Linked DNA regions of Macaca mulatta: region 1 is linked to region 2. A link is a contact called in public Hi-C data. All regions are on one chromosome and are shown on one strand. The core of a region is the stretch at or near the end of the contact, and the rest is flanking DNA. Distances in the headings are between cores, read along the strand shown. Region 1 holds the start of MACF1 (microtubule actin crosslinking factor 1). Region 2 holds the start of LOC144334220.

Evidence for each region. Hi-C and Micro-C count contacts between places; a contact is called where the count stands out from the background.
Region 1: a Hi-C map of fetal cortex germinal zone shows a contact between it and region 2, with 2.4 times the contacts expected there. The contact joins the promoter of MACF1 here to the promoter of LOC144334220 in region 2. A contact is called at or near these places in 6 of 14 Hi-C or Micro-C datasets (CD4 T cells, cortical neurons, fetal cortex germinal zone and 3 more).

Annotation. Positions count from the first base shown.
Region 1 is chr1:201,685,192-201,690,438 of T2T-MMU8v2.0, reverse strand. MACF1 (microtubule actin crosslinking factor 1) reads left to right here and starts at 2,726. Exons shown (of 94, transcript XM_077962816.1): 1 at 2,726-3,047. The coding sequence starts at 2,954. It overlaps LOC144334221 (microtubule-actin cross-linking factor 1-like), which reads left to right. Exons shown (of 4, transcript XM_077962934.1): 4 at 1,018-1,701. The coding sequence ends at 1,154.
Region 2 is chr1:201,520,514-201,525,990 of T2T-MMU8v2.0, reverse strand. It overlaps LOC144334220, which reads left to right and starts at 1,316. Exons shown (of 1, transcript XM_077962895.1): 1 at 1,316-5,477. The coding sequence starts at 1,536. The coding sequence ends at 2,645. The region is part of intron 5 of MACF1 (microtubule actin crosslinking factor 1); the gene reads left to right.

The DNA.
Region 1 (5,247 bases), core at 1,477-3,976, 160 kb before region 2:
TACTCTTCTCCTCCACTAGATGCCCTTCTGAGTACATCCTTCTGCTTCCCCCATTGCAGCCTTCTTAGAAATGCAGCAGCAGTCTCACCCATCAGGAGCAAAAGAAAATCAAAGACCAAAAGGAGAAAGGCTCAGAGCTTTTGCGACTGTGTGGTCTGGCTATAAATTTAGACTGTTGCTTGAAAGAAGCGAAAAACCTCCCCTTCGTAGACTTCCTTCTTCCCATCCCCCCTGTCAGCCGGCTTTGTTCCTCTAGCCTTGTAAAATTTTCTCTGTATAAAACAGGAACATCAGCCAAACATGTGGACTTCCCCGCTTTCCATTCATTAGAAGAATGCATTATTTCAAAATCTCCTGGGAGCATTTAAATGCAAATTTTGTCAAGAAAGCAATTTGAGTCTTAGAGAAGCCCTCTAGCCACAACCCAAAGCAGAAGTTTCTTCTTTGATTTCTGTGTTTCTTAAAAGGAATCTCAACCCCTTGCCTTCTCCCCGCAACCCCCCCAGGTCTTCTCTGATTCTCACGGCAGACTCTTCCCCTTTTTGCCCCTGTTCTTTCTTCACCTTTGGCAAGCATCAGTGACACATCTTGAAGAACCTGCTCACAAAGTGGCGCATGTAGCAGCCCCAGGAGGGAATGGAGGGACTTTTCTATGTACTGTAATGGACATAAGGAGGCAGATGTCTGTGTGGGGGCGAGATGTCTGTGTGGAGGTGTTTGTATGCGTGATTTCTGTCTGGGCCTTCTTAGCCCTGCTGGCATAAAATAATATGGGAAATGCAGATGACTCAGCACTGACACAGTCAAGATCCCCAGAGTTAGCATTTCTATATTCTCTGCTGTTTACGAAAAATGTGCTTGTGCCATCAACCAGCAACTCATCCTGCTTTTTCCACTAAAAGCCTTTTACTGAAAAACATATATACTTCAAACTTATTCTCCTTCTTTTTGTAAACTGAGCTCATTAGCAGCTGACACCAAACTGATAACTAGTTCTTTTTGTTTGTTTGTTTTTAGCACGGAGGATTAAACTGGAAGGAAATGAGCATTTGTCTAAGGATCCTCCCTGTCCTCTTTCAGGCCCTTCCCTGCATGATCTTCATGCCCACAACTTGGGCAGGCCAGCAACACTTGATGGGAAAAGATATGATTAATGACTTGCTCACCTGATTTCTGATCAGGGTGTGGTGTGGAAACAACCAGCGTGCACCTATTAGCGAAAAGCGTCTTTTTTTTTTTTTTTCTTGTTATGAATGTGCTGAGCATTGACCAAAATACTTGGCACTACTCACGAGGTACAAAGACACCTTCCCTAGCCTGGGGTTAAGAAGTTTCTCCTTCAAACTCTTGAGAATGGGAACTGGAATGGAAGCCTAAGTCCCAATTTTGGCTGCTCAGTGTTGCATGAATTCTTTTTTTACTTGCTAATTTGCCCTTATTGTGAGATCAGCCAGTGTAACTTCTTACCCACAACCACCTCTCCAGACCTCCTGAGAAATCAAGTTAACAGGGGAGGATAAAGGCTGAATGGGGGTGGAGGGCACAACGTGTCACCTACATTGACCAGAGTTCTTCATTCACTGCTCATGGCTCTGGCGCACTCCATGAATATTGGGATTGAATGATACACAACTGAATGTTGAATCAAATGATGTTGGGAGCTCTGTCCTCAAAATGGGCCCCAATAAATCCCTACCCATATTTTCCAGTTTCCTTTCTTTACTCTTTCCTTTCCCCTGATGACAAAGAATAATTGGCTTCCCCTTTTCTTCCCTGACCAGCTATGCTCCAGAGCCCTTTCTTTGTTCCCTAACAGTCCTGGTTCCGTCTCAGGTTCCCACATTTCTCCCTTTTGATCTCTGTCTCTCTGTTCAGATGGCTGTCACAGTTTAATAATCCTGGAGGGTCTATCCCCCACAGATTTATGTCTCCCAGTCTCTCCTCTTATTCACCCCATGGTGCAGTCAGAATCCTGTTTTCGTGCCTCCCTGGGTTGTCATTTCTCAGGTTCTGGCTCCTTGGCCTGGTTTACTTCATGGTGCTGGATCTGCCCCGTCACTTCTCGTTCAGCTTCTTCTGTTTCTGGAAAACCCTTTGTTCCCGGGATTCTTTGTGGGCTCAGTGTCCTCCGGGCCCACACTGCAGCCCTGTCTGGATCTTGCCCTTGTCCTGGTTCTGACCGCGTCTAGCCCTGGGATCTGAGGCATTGTGGTCTTTTGCCCTCTACTTTCCCTTCAGCTTCTCCAGGTCCTTCTCCAGCAGCCGCACAGGCCCCGCTGGGTTTCTATCCAGCCAGGGGGCTCCCTCCTTTGTCCCGCTCCCGGCGGCGTAAGTCAGCGTTGACTGGGGCTCCCGCCCGCTCTGTGGAGCCGGCCCGGGTCTCCCTGCCGTTCGGCCGGCCTAGCCTTTCATTCTGACGCGCGGGCCTCTTACCCAGCCGGACTCCCGCGTGGGCCGGCCTCTCGCGCCCCTCGGCTCGGGCCCCAGTCCGGGCCGGGCGGGGGTCGGCAGCCCCTGAGGGACCCGTGTGGGCAGCCCGGGCCCAGCCGGCCGCAGCCTGGGGCCGAGGACTCGCCGGGCCCCGGAGGCGGCGGGGAGAGGGGGCGGGGAACGGGCCGGGCCTGGCGCTCCTGACAGGAGGAGCCGCTGCCGCCGCCCGCCGCCGCCGCCGCCGCCGCGCCGGGGCGGGCTGAGGGAGGAGCGGAGCCGAGGGGTGGGGAGGCGGAAACGCTAGCCGGGACCGGCGGAGCGCGAGCGGGCCGGGTGCGAGCGGACTGAGGAGCGAAGCGCGACTGCCGGGCCGGGCGAGGCGGGCGGACAGCGGAGAGCAAGGGCGCCGTCGCCGCCTCTGATACGCACAAAGGGCAGAGGCTGGGGCCGCCGCCGCCGCCTCAGCGCGCGGGCCTGGAACCGGCAGCCCCCGGGGCTCGGGGAGAACGCGGTGCGGGCGGCCATGGCCGGCTACGTGCCGGGTCAGCAGCCGGCCAACCGCAGCCAGGAGAAGGAGTTCGTGCAGGCGTACGAGGATGTGCTGGAGCGCTACAAAGGTAGGGCCGGGGACTGGCCGGCGCTGAGGCCCGCGGGCCGGCGCGGCGTGGCCTTCGGTACCGGTCGGCTCGGCCGCTGCAGGTGGGGCGGCCGGGCGGGGTCGCACCCACCGCGCGGGGCTTGGCCCTGAGCTGCTGCTTCTCGGGGCCAGTTTATTTACAGAGTTGAGATGAGCCTTCGGAACCCGCTCCCGGGGCAGTCGGCGCGCTCAGAGCGCCAGTTACATGATTTGCCCTATTATCCGGCCCCAGCTGGAAGGAGGCGAGACAAGGCGCTGGCCCGGAGACCGGCCGCCGTGGGGAGTTGCTGGGGAGGAGGAGGAGGAGGAGTTGGGCGCGGGAGAAACCACCCGATCTGCTCTGGGTGCGAGCTTCCTCCCAGAGGCGCTCGGACCTCTGTGTGCCCGCGGAGAGTCTCTCCTTCGCCCCCTTTTGTCTCCCTGAGTCTCGGATGAGTCGCGTGGAAGCTGAGGTTGGGAAGCACCTTGGTGTCTTCGGGGTGGGGTGGGCAGCGGTGTGGGTGAGTGTGCAGGATTTGGTGGCGAGGCTTTCCCCGACCCCCATCTCCCCGGGGGTCTGGGCCTGCTGGAGGCAGGGGTCTATTTGTTTTTTTCCTCCAACATAAAGATTTGCCTTGGAGCTCGGATTTCAGCCCTGAAGGCTCTCTTGCGAGACACTTGTGCAAGTTAATGCCTAATCTGCGCCTTGGGTGTGTGGGGAGAAAGTTTTGACAGGCAGAGGGCCTGTGAACTGCATTTCCCTAACTGCTGTAGGTGCCCCTGAGTGGCAGCCAGGGATGCGTGGCCTTGGGAGGCCCTTGCCTTGATCTTTAACATCCAGTTCTGGGATTTTGCTTTGGGTGGCAGTTATCCTATCCACAGACGGGGAGATTTTCCCAGAAACGACACAGGCAGCACTTTTCCCCATTTTATTTAGCTCGGGCCCTTGTGACTAGGCCCTTAGTTTCTTTTTATCTGAAGGAGAGAAAACTTCAGCCCCTATGACTGAGCCCAGCATACTTGTTTACAGCACCTACCCAGTGAAGGGAAACTAATGAAGAAGCTGTAAGGCGCCCCCCCTCCCTTTTTTTTTTTTTCTTGTGGCATTGGAACTCTGCTTGGGAATGCAGCAGGAAAAAAAATAGAGATGAAATGCGAAAAAGGACCTACTAGGGTTTCTACTTGTTCCCTCTGCATCAGCTCCTGTAAACTGTCCAGCTTTTCCTGCCTGCAGCAAGTTTTCTGTCAACCCCCTGTGGTCTTTCTTTTAAGAAATGTGGTTCATTTCAGAGCACAAAGAGGTTAGATTGTGCTGCTGAACTTCATTGAAAAAATGCTGCTCAGTGAATGGTTCCATTAAGTTTCCTTTGCAGGCTTTTGAGTAACACTGCTCTCTTCAGAGAGAGGAGATACATTAGGACCGTCTCGGGCTGTGACAGCTTCAAACGAGCAGAATTAAGGCCCAAAATAGGTGAAGAAATCTCAGCACCTCACTGGATGGTAGTGCTGGTGACCCCCAGCGGAAAGGAAGTTGGACTCCTAGCAAATGAGGCTGGGAAAGAAGGAGGCAGTAGGCCTTGTTCCAGGAGAGACCTCTTTTGTTCAGTTTTTTTTTAGCTGTCTCACTCAGTTTGGCTTTCCTCTGAAGGACCTTGATCAGGTGTGTAGGAACTTAATCCTTCCCAGATACAGGTCTCTTTCTTGAGGGGAGGAATGAGTTAAAAATGGTTGCCTAAAGTAAAGTAACTCGAGTTGTATAAGGTGGTCGTGCAGTCTGCTCTTGTGATCCGTGCAGAATGATCTCTCTTCCCCTCACTGCACCATTCTCACTGGGAAGTCAGAGTGGCTTAGCATCCGGGCCTTTGTTACTTTGCTTATGGAATTCCTGCATTTTTCAGACTTAGAAATCCCCGTACTACCTTAATAGGAGAACAGTTTGTCTAAGCAGAGGAGTGAACTGGAATCTATAGAGTGACCAGGGGAAGGAGTTTGTGAAGATCATGCCAAGTATTGGTTTTGGAAAGAGAGAGGGAAATACTGATGATGATGGGGTGTTCTAGACCCTTATTGGCTGGTCCCCACATTACTTGGATCTCTCTCTGCTGCTGTTAATTCATTCTACAGACTGAAGCAGGATTTTTATATGCAGAAGGAGAGCTAAAATTTTCAGCTGCCTAAACTGCCCCAAGGGCCAAGGTGAG
Region 2 (5,477 bases), core at 67-2,566:
CAGAAGTTCATGTTCTGACTTTGTCACTTACTAGCTGTGTAACCTTGGGCTATTAATCAACTTTCTTAAACCTTAGTTTCTTTTTTCTTTTTTGGAGACAGTCTTGCTCTGTTGGCCAGGCTGGAGTGCAGTGATATGTGATCTTGGCTCACTGCAACCTCCACCTCCCGATTCAAGCAATTCTCATGCCTCAGCCTCCTGAATAGCTGGGACTAAGGGCGCACGCCCCTGTGCCCAGCTAATTTTTTGTATTTTAGTAGAGATGGAGTTTCACCATGTTGCCTAGGCTGGTCTTAAACTCCTGAGCTCAGGCAATCCGCCTGCCTTGGCCTTCTAGAGTGCTAGGATTATAGGCGTGAGCCACTGTGCCTGGCCAAACCTCAGTTTCTTTACCCATAAAATATAAAATAATAGTTTTGACCTCATATAGTGACTATAAGAATTAAATGAGAAAGTCCATGTAAATAACTTTGCACAGTGCTTGGCACACAGCAAGTGCAAAAAATATGTTAGATATTACCAGTGGCAGCATCAATAATTACTATTGAACATTTATGTCAAATATTGTTCATCAGAGACCCTGTTCATCTGTTGTATTTAGAAGTGGTATTCTTTTTACCAAGCACTCATATACTATACTCAAAACCAACTTCCAGATTTTCCTGGCTGTGTCATTGGCTGGCAGACTTAACAGATCTTTCTTTTCTTTTATAGGAAAAAGGAGGGAAATAAATGCTCCAGAAGGCTAGATCTTTAAAGTGTGTGTTCCTTTTCTTAACTGTAAGAAGGCGGCTCTGGTTTCTTCAGGTTATAATTTGATGAAAATAATTTTATTATTTTCTGACCTGAAAAAATTCAGAATATGTATATCTGCTTGATATTTTCTTTTGGGCATCTTGGTGCAACACTTCAAATCTATTTCATTTTGTAGTTTGGGAGCCATAATTGCAGCTTCACCAGCCTTGGTTCTTCTTGGCCTGGCCCTTCCCTTCCCTTGCTGGTTAGTACCAGCTAAGCTGGTTTGCTTTTTCCCTCTTTGATACTATTCTCCTCTTCCTTCTTCCACGTTACCTTCTGCCACGGCCTCTCTTCTTTTTCCCTCGCTTTTCAATTTACTCTTACATTTTCCCTCCTCCTCCTGGCCCTGCCTAGTTTCCCCTCCCCTGGTTTCTAGCTCCTTTTTGCTTTCTGTTTGTGTTACTGAGGGCAGTGCTCCAATTACCTCATATTTGGAGAGAGGAAGCTGCAGCCAATCCGGTTTCTGTCTGCTTTTAGGTCAAGTGATTTCTGAACTGCAGTGAGATGCTTTGAATTTGTCTTGTTGCAGCTCTGAGCCTGTAAGATGGCTGTCTGAATCGGCAGCGGCTGGAAGAGACAGAGAGAGGCGGGGAGGGAGGGAGAAAGAATTGGAGGGATTGCCGGCATAGTGCATGTTTTTAAATGTACGTTGAATCCGATGAAGCCAAGGTTGGGATTTCTGTGGGATCCCAGGACTGGCTTAGCTGCGTTTTTGCTGAGATTAGGAGAGGAAGGAAATGGGAAATTCACTGGGCTGTTTTAAGGAGCCAAAAGAGTCAATAGCTGTTCCTGAGAAGGCTCCCATATCTCCTAAGAAAAGGGTTCGGTTCAAAAGGAGGTGGAGAGGGAAGAAAATCCCTACTCCAGAGGCATCTCACCAGGAAGAAACCTCGGAAGGAACTGAAGTCATTGAAGAGACTGAAACCCTAACGAAGTTAACAGTGAGTCTCCAAAAGGAAGACGGAGTGGGAGGGGTAAAACATACCCCCCCAGATATTTTGCTGCCTAGGGACTCAGCCCCCAACTCGCAGGTAGTCGATCAGGGGATGATAGTACAGGTAAAGGAGAGATTCCAAGGGGAGGTCCAGACTGCCCACCTTTTGTTAGAGAATGAGTCATCAGTTGCTGGAGGGGTCTGGGATTCCCTGGAAGAGGGGATGACTGTCATTGCTCACCTGCTTGATAACCCAGCAGAAAGGAACTGTGAGAAGTCAGTGAGCCAACTGGTGGAATTTCCTAGGACAGCATCCTGCAGCAGCAGGGCTGTGCTGCTGCCTTTGCAAGGAGAGACTGCAGTGGAGAAAGGAAATATTCAGCTTGGGTTTCGGAGCTATGCTTCGCTTAGGACAGACTGCCCCACTGATACAGGAAATCAAGAACAATTTTCAGAGGGCTGGAGTGCGGAGGAAGGAACCAAGAGTGTTTCAGATGCCCCTCAGACAGGTTCCTGGATTGCAGAATGTTCTGTTTCTTCATCACTACTGGACAAGCCTGGAGGCCAAAGATGCACGGAGCCTTCCCATGTGGGTCGAGTGCCCCTCCAGGATTCCAGACTGCTTACTTCTCAGAGTGATTTGTCTATCAGCGGCGTGACTGTGAGCATTTTGCCCTCCTCCTCTGGCTATGGCAGTGATGGGCCGCACATACACGGGATCCAGCCTAAAGATACAGAACCTGAAAAGAGCTCTACTTCCTTCTCAGAAGAGGATGGCACTCTTTCTCTGGAGGCAAGCCACACCCTATCATGGGGTCTGGAAGAGGTAGGTGGGCATGTTCAAGAGAGAATCAAACTGCTGTTTGGAATCTTGGCCCTCAAACATATTAAAGCTGAGTGTAGTGAGCAGTGAGGATGTTGGTGCCTCTCAAACTCACCCCCATGTGAGTTAGTGTCTGCTAGAGCTCAGCAAGCAGAATCTATTTAGGTCTGCCCCTTGATACTTGAAACCAAGACTTGTCTCTGGGGAATCCCTGATTCTGGGTAGCCAAGCGGCATAATTGCTCAAGCTGTCTGGTGGGATTGTCTCTCGAGGTGCAATGCTAGATAGTACTTACTCTCAGGCAGGTCTGTTTACCAGCTTCCCTGCTACGAGAAGTTGTAGTGTAGCACAAGGGACGATGGGGAAGGGCCTACCTGAATCTCTGGAATAAATCTCTGGAATGAATGTGGAAGGGGTCAGGCAGCTATTGTCAGTGTATTTGCTCTTCCCCACAGGAGAGTGATGTTCTTACTAGAGCTGATGCAATCCCGTCCCCATGGGGAAATTTCTGACGGCAACCCTCATTCAGTATTTGTATAGGTGGAGAGGGCTCATCCTTCTTTGGTTCCTGATTCCAGGATTAGAGGAGAGGGACAGAGTTATCTGGGGATTAGTCGAGAGAGAGAGAGGGAGGTTAGGGCAATTTGAAGGTTTAAGGCTAGAAAAGTTTTTTTGTGTGTGATTGGACGTATTTAGGGCTTTAATGTGATTTTGTTTTGAGGAATATATTGCATGGATGGTGCTGCTGCTGGTGGTGGTAATGGCAGTTGCTGTGAATGTTTTAAAGGTCAAGGAGCAAGTGAGAATTCAGAGATCTGAACACTGAGATAAGGACTCAGCAATACCATGGGTAGCACAGCATCTGGTATGTAGGCGTGTGATTGTGTAGGTGATCAAAGTTATAATTCACCAATGGCTAAAGAACTTTTACTGGCATGTTGGCCTCTGCAGCAGAAGAAATAAAAACATTAGGACCTCAAAGTGCAAAAGGTATAAAATGAGGTAGGGCACTTTCCTTGCCTAGATGTGGGCCACTGATACTGTACAGGGGCTCTGATGTTTGCAGAGCAGGGGTATGGTCCACCTACTGGTGCCCTGCTTATCACTAGCAGCATGAGGCTGAGGATAGATACAAATTCTAAGCTAATCTGTGCCTAAAATTTCCTCTTTGGGGATAAATTTTCCCCACAGACAGCCTCATCTTAATGCCCTCTGTTATTAGAGTTTGGAGACTCCCAACAGTTCGAAGAAAAAGTGGCCATTGAAAAATGTCTATTTTATGGATGGGCAAGAGGTTTCTTGGGCCTCATATAAAAATGGGTATGTGTGTGGGGGAATGTGATAGTTGTGTTATGGTAGGAAGGACGGCAGTGAAACTACTGGGATATGGGGTACGTGAATGTATTAAGTTATTCTCGCATTGCTATAAAGAAATAACCTGAGGCTGGGTAATTTACAAAAGTAAAGAGGTTTAATTGGTATACGGTTCTGCAGGCTGTACAGAAAGCATGATGCTGGCATCTGCTCAGCTTCTGAAGAGGCCTCAGGAAACTTACAATCTTGGTGGAAGGCAAAGGGGCAGTAGGCATGTCACTTGGCTAGAGCAGGAACGTGAGGTTGTGGACGGGATGTGCCACACACTTTTAAATGACCAAATCTCACGAAAACCCACCTACCCTCACGAGAACAGCACCAAGGGGATGTTGCTAAACCATTCATGAGAAATCCACTTTCATGATTCATGATCCAGTCATCTCCCACCAGGCCCCACTCCCAATATTAGGGATTACAATTCAACATGAGATTTGGTAGGGACACAGATTGAAACCATATCAATGAGTATTTGGGTTTCATCAGATAAAAAAGAATGTCAAAGTAAACTTTTATCTTGTGAATGTTGGAACAGATAGAGTAGTTGGGGGTAAAACCAACTGTGGAACTGATTGTTGTACAACTGGCATTAAAATTGAAATTGTGTAGTCATCATAACATTATAGGACACATGCTTGTAACTGAGTGTGAGATTTTCAGAAATTTGGCATGTAAAGTGAACTCCTAGTAAAATCAATCCTAGATAATGGACCGTAGATAGCAATGGCACCTTTGGGGCTGGATCTCCACACTGGCAAGGGAATGTTCTGCATGAGTCTCTGAAGAATCTTAAAGAAAAGATTGGTAGGAGAAACCTTTGGACCATGATCTGTAGTGTGACCGTATTGGCAGCAGTATGATTCCTTTGCTGTTCAGTATGATTCAAATTGGCATGTGGCATTTTCTGGGTAGCCAACCTCTCCATCTATTCCTTCTACCTTTTCACTGCAGACACAGTTATACTACTTACATATAGCCAAGGCTGAAAAACTAAGTGACCGAGTCTCAGCTCAGACACCTGGCATATTTCCAGGTTTTGTGTCCATCGTGTGATACAGGGACCACAGACTCACCATCCTATATGACAGATAAGTAACTTCTCAGTGTGACATTCCTTCAGAATGAAAGTCCTTAAGGCCAAGAGGCCACAACTCTCACTAGTCTCTGAAGGAACTGTCTTCAGGGAGCTGCTCCCCTCCCTAACAGGCTGTTCACAAGCTTGAGGACAGTAGCAGCCAGAGAGACAGAGAGGGCAACGCATACTGAAACCGATAGGCAGGGCAAGAGCATCTCTGCTGAAAGTGGGAGCACTGGGAGGGCACGGGTCAGAAGAGCAGCTGCTGCTGTTCACACACCAACTCCTGTCTAAACAGGAGACAGCTGGCAGTCCAATTGAATTGTTTTTTGCTTGTTTTTTTGGTGGTTGTTTTGTTTTTAATATGTCAGAGTAGTAACTCTCCTCAGAAAATAATTTGAGTTCCAACCAGTTTCTCTCTTCTGTTGATGGCTTGTTGATGAGAGTGAGACCAGGCTATGGATAGACATAAACTT